Regions from separate parts of the Mus musculus genome. Here region 1 is linked to region 2. The links are chromatin contacts, called in public HiChIP or PLAC-seq maps. All regions are on one chromosome and are shown on one strand. Each heading gives the region's core, a stretch centred on a gene start, on an enhancer-like site or on the middle of the called end of the contact. The rest is flanking DNA. Distances are from core to core; before and after follow the strand shown.

What was found. HiChIP or PLAC-seq counts read pairs in DNA pulled down with a chosen protein or histone mark.
Region 1: a FOXA1 HiChIP or PLAC-seq map of pancreatic cancer cells shows a contact between it and region 2. The contact joins the promoter of Prdx2 here to the promoter of 4930432K21Rik in region 2. A contact is called at or near these places in 1 of 39 promoter capture datasets (cranial neural crest) and 1 of 115 datasets of contacts at active chromatin or transcription factors (pancreatic cancer cells).

The regions. Positions count from the first base shown.
Region 1 is chr8:84,968,307-84,971,006 of GRCm38.p6, forward strand. It overlaps Prdx2 (peroxiredoxin 2), which reads left to right and starts at 1,316. Exons shown (of 6, transcript NM_011563.6): 1 at 1,316-1,456; 2 at 1,934-2,038; 3 at 2,130-2,283. The coding sequence starts at 1,936. It also overlaps a transcript of Rnaseh2a not described here.
Region 2 is chr8:84,146,749-84,149,448 of GRCm38.p6, forward strand. 4930432K21Rik (RIKEN cDNA 4930432K21 gene) reads left to right here and starts at 1,290. Exons shown (of 9, transcript NM_029045.2): 1 at 1,290-1,650; 2 at 2,090-2,137. The coding sequence starts at 2,110. Cc2d1a (coiled-coil and C2 domain containing 1A) reads right to left here and starts at 1,169. Exons shown (of 29, transcript NM_145970.2): 1 at 899-1,169. The coding sequence starts at 958.

The sequences.
Region 1 (2,700 bases), core at 66-2,565, 820 kb after region 2:
ATGCTCAGGAGAAGCGATATATATATATTTTTTAAGGTAGTGCTAAAGAGCCACTGACCTACAGTTTTACAAGACCCTTTCCTTTCCTTTCCTTTCCTTTCCTTTCCTTTCCTTTCCTTTCCTTTCCTTTCCTTTCTTTCCTTCCTTCCTTAAAAACAAAACAAAACAACAGAGCCTCATGTACCCCAAGCTGGCCTCCAAGTCCTTGGGTAGCCAAAGATGTCTTTGAATTTCAGGTCCCTACTCCTCCCAAATGCTAGGATTGTAGGTGTGTACGGGTACAGTGGATTATGCAGCGCTGGGGAAGGATCAAAACTTCGGACATGCTGGGCCAGTGCTCCACCAACTGAGTACCAAATGCAATCCCAACCCTTCATCAGAATTCTTCACTGATACTTCCTCATGTAGATGAACTCACAAAGGCTGGTGCCCCACACCCTTCCTCAGCAGATCTTTGCCAAATGGCATCCCCTTTCCCTATTCTTCCCTTAGGCCTTTTGCTGTTCCCTTTTCACTGTCTCACAGTCCCTGTGACTTTAACTGTGCTAGTCATTCCAGCTGTGTTGGTTCTTACCACCTCAAGCTGACTGGCCAGTTTCTTTCTCTGCCTCCACCCTTCTAGCACTATGTTAATAGGTTGTTTATTAGACAGGCAGTGTTTAATATAATTATCAGATGACCAAGGAAGCTGCGGGGCAAGAAGTTGAGAACAAAAGGTAGTACGGTTGGGGCATGGCTGTAAATTTTCAATAAAGTGAAACGGAACAAAATAAAACAAAACAATAACTCACAGACGAGAAATCACACTCAGAGAAAAAGTGCCCAGTTCCTTGAGACCCAGCCTGCACTGAGCTGGGCAGGGATCTGAAGTCAGCCAGAGAGGGTCTGTTTGTAGGGCCTTGGCCAAGTGAGGCCTTCGGGGGTTGGGGTGGGGAGGACACCTTTTCATAGCGTAACTCCCGTCCACCTGCTAGTTTACCCTTTTGTCGCTGCAGCGTCAGCAGCTCCCAGGTATCACCTTCACCGTGCGGGCCAAAGTATTGGTAGTCTGGGTCGATCTGAGTAGGGGACACCAGACCTAGGAGCACTAGGGGAGTCAGCAACGGAGCCAAGTGGCTCCGGGCCATGCCCGGATTCCAACCGACCCCAACGCGCCCCGTGGCCGAGGCTCGCGAGGAGCCCACAGCACAGACAATCTTGGCGTCCGAAAGGGCACACCCCACCCAACCCTTGTGAAAGCGTGTGGACCGGGCCACGCGGCGCCTTCCCCTCACCCCCCCGGCAGCCGCAATGGATCCGACCGCGGCGCTGTCCCGCCCACCTCCCCGCGCACTGCCTGGTGTGGTTTGGGCCACGCATAAAAGGTTCTCCGGCCTAGGGCTCTCTCGGTTTTGAGATCTCTTTCCTGTCTCTACCCGTGTCTGGACGTCCGTGTGTCCGGCTCTTGCTCACGCAGGTATGAAAACCCAGAATGCACACGAATGGGAGGAGCCCCACTAGTGTGGTGCAGGCCTCATCACGACCTCTATGCTTGGAGGTCTTTGTTTTCCATGTTCAATGGTGGCCGCTTTGTCCTTGCCCGGGAAACCAAGGCCCGAGCCCTGGCTTGCAGGCTGGATCACCGAGCTCGGCAGTCCATCGCTCTTAGCTTAGCCGTCCTATTCTGGAACTAGGAGCTCACTTCCCCCTCCACCCGCACTCGGTCTGACTCCATAATTTGGGTAGCAGCGGTGACCCATCATTCGTTCCCTGTTTAGGGGGGCGGGTATTCAGAGGCCTTGCAGACTTTATACTGGGAGGGTGAATATGAGCGCTCCTTCCACCTCTCTCGGTTTTACTATCTAGACTTAGCACCAAAAGTGACCTTGGAAAGGCAAGACAAAGGATCTTCTAAGGCTCTAAAGACCAAGCTTGTGTGGGTCTCTGATTTCAGTCATGGCCTCCGGCAACGCGCAAATCGGAAAGTCGGCTCCTGACTTCACGGCCACAGCGGTGGTGGATGGTGCCTTCAAGGAAATCAAGCTTTCGGACTACAGAGGTGAGGCTGAGCGGAGTGGGAGCAGGTGGGGTCAGGGTCTACATGTGAAAGAAGTTAGCACTGACTTCCCTTCCGTTCTCCTCTTCCCTAGGGAAGTACGTGGTCCTCTTTTTCTACCCACTGGACTTCACTTTTGTTTGCCCCACGGAGATCATCGCTTTTAGCGACCATGCTGAGGACTTCCGAAAGCTAGGCTGCGAGGTGCTGGGAGTGTCTGTGGACTCTCAGTTCACCCACCTGGCGTGGTAAGGGGCTGCAGGAGGAGGGTTGCAGGGGTCTTGAGGTAGGTGGTGAAGTGGGAGGTGCAGAGAGGATGAAGGACCGCCCAAATTATAGGGACAAACTGTGTCTTCCCGTTTTTCATCTTATAAAGAATGGAAACAATGACACCCAAGCCCACACGAAGATGATAGTAATTAGCATTTGGCACCTTGTTGGAAGGTACCTGCCAAAGGAGTCTCAGTTCTCTGGAGACAGGCTGCCTTGCTGTATTTTGCTATTCTCAATAATGATGGGTTGTGCTCCATACCAGAGCTAGATGGTGATGGGAAGAATCCCCCTGTGTGCGCGCACACACAAGTCTTTCAGAACTAGAAGTCAATAATTCCAGGGCTCATTCTTGCAAGGCAAGTGCCCTGCCTCTGAGCTCCATGTCTGCTGTT
Region 2 (2,700 bases), core at 40-2,539:
GATGACTATGACAACAGTGGGGGCAAAGTTGAAGAACTGGGTCTTTTTTATAGACCTGCCCTTCTGCTTTGGCTAGTGACCAACAAAATATGATGAGTTACATGAAATTACCCTTTCTATAGGTCCAAATTGGCCAAATCTTAGCAGTTATGCATGGCTTCACCTATTGAGTGAAGCCATTAGTCACAGAGAGCCCAAGAATCCAGCGGCCACACTCCCTCTGTTCTAGCATTTTTCCATAAATAGTCTCAGTAAGTCTTTATAACTGCCCTTTAAGGACTCTTCTAGGCTTCCATTCCACAGGTGGAAAAACTGAGGCTCCAAACTACAAATACATTCAGTCAAATGTACCTAGGTCAGGGGGAACCTGAGCACAGAGCCCTGGGATCCCTGGTTCAAAGATGGGACAAATCAAACTCCCACAGGCCCTGAATCTGGGAGTATGGCTCTGGGCCACAGTCTTGTAGGTTTTCCTGTACACCTCTGGACTGACATTTCTGTCTGGCCAGGTGCTTCATCCTTGTGACCTTGACTAGATAGATCTCTGCGCCTCCCTTATCCTTAGTGTCCTCATCTGTACAATGGGTGTAGAGTGTGGCCTGACCCAGTTAATGCAAAGGCCTGAAAAGCCGGTCTGATTGCTTTCCCTTCCCGGTTGGAAGTGCTGCAGCAACAGGTGTTCCCTGAATCTGGGGTGTGAAGCTAGAAGCTGGATGGCCCAACCCAGTAGGCCATACACCTCACCTCGGGGGCGGGGCGGAGACCAGGGTTCACCTGGTGGCGAGGATCAGGCTTTTCTGGGGGTGGGGCACTCCCCGCGAGTGTGAGGAAGGGTGGAGAGAGACTCTGAGGAAGGGTGGGCAGGTACCCCTCGGTGGGTAGAGGGGCACACACTCACCTGGCGGGCAGTGACAGCACCTCGGCCCGGGGGTGCCTGGGGTCCATTCCTCTTGTGCATCTTCCAGGCTCGAAGCCCGGACTACCAGCCCCTGCACCTTTGCCTTGCCTTGCCTCTTCACCGAAGTCGAGTCTCAGAGCTCGCGCTGTTCCTGAGCCCTGAGTCCCTCCTCCGCGCCCGGCCCCCCGGGATTCTCGAGTTTGGGCCGCCCAGCTTCCGCCTTGGCCTTCAGGAGCGCGGCGGCTGGATTCGTGGGCTCTCTAGTTAAACTACAATTCCCGGCAGTCAGAGCGTGGAGGCGCATGCGCCTAGCATAAAGTAGGGCAGAGAGAAGGCGGAGCATGCGTAAGGTGTGTAGTCGGTACTACGCGTGCGTGGGGCGTGGCCTCACGGGCGGGAAAAAGAGAGAGAGCTGCAGGTGTGAGGGCGCGGCAGTGTGACGTCTGTGGCTCCACACCGCCGCACATCGTTCTGTTAGGCTTTGTGGTGGAGTGGGTGCGGGTGTGGGTGTGGGTGTGGATGCTCCTGCTCTCCCGTCTGTGGCGCAGGTCTTCAGGAGCCGAGTCCACAGTGTCAGGCCTCAGGCCTTCCTGTCTCCCACCGCCAGTTTGCCACGCGGTCCCCGTGACTGCCTATGTGGGTATTTTCTCAGAACGTTACGCCAGTGACCTAGGCGACCTATTCCCCATCAGATCCAGGTTGACCTCGTCCCGACTAAGGACAGAGCAACTTCCATTACTGCTGTGGCCCAGGTTGGTTCTGGCTTGCCATGGGTCCCACAGTCTGAAGACATTGGCCGGAAGCCACTCCTGACGCGGGGTAGCCCTCCTAAAGTCTTGTGTGACTTTGGTGGGTCTCCAGAGACCTCTCTGAAGCTTCCAAGTACCCCATGTCCCAGATAATTAAGCTTTGGGTGTGGGTGGGGGAGAAACGTAGTTGTCTCCAACCCAGAGACTCCAGCAGATACCGTGAAGAGGACGAGATCGTTCCTTCACACAGGGAAAGGGTGTGAATGGCTACCTGGCCATGGTCCAAGGTGGCTATGACCTGTCGCCCCACCCAGTGTCCTGCTGAAGACCAGCTGACTCCCCTCATCAGGCTGCCAGATGGGCCCAGTGGAGGAGGGAGACAGGGTACAGATGGGGACATACAGTGCTGGCAACAGCTGGAGAGTTTGTTTGTTGTTTTCAGATTTCTCAGGGAAAGATAAAATGAATAAGAAGAAACAGCGGAACTCAGGTATTTGGTTTATTCAAATTGGCTTTTTATTTTATTTTTATTTTTAATTTATTTCCAGGCAGAGTTTATGTATATCCCTGGCTGTCTGTCCTAGAACTAACTCTGTAGATCAGGCCTCAAACTCAGAGACAAACCTGCCTCTGCTTCCAGAGTGCTGGGATTAAAAGTATGATTCACCACAACCTGGCCTCAAATCGGCTTTTAAAATATTTATTTGAGGTACTAGGAATGGAACATGGAGCTTCCTGCATGATAAAACACTCTACCATGAAACTACATCTCAGACCCAAGGTGACCTTTTTAAACTTTTTATGATGTTTTTGAGATGGAGGAGGGGATTCTTGCCATGTGGGCCGACTAGTTTTATGTCAGTTTGACCCAAGTCATTTGGGAAAAGGGACTCTCAATTGGGAAAATGCCTCCAAAAGATTTGCCTGTAGCCAAGAGTGTAGTGTGTTTTCTTGATTAATGATTGATGTAGGTGGGTCCAGCTCGTGGGTGTGCTGCCTGGAGGCAGGTAGTCCTAAATTACATAAGAAAGCAGTTAGCTGTGAGCAAAAGCC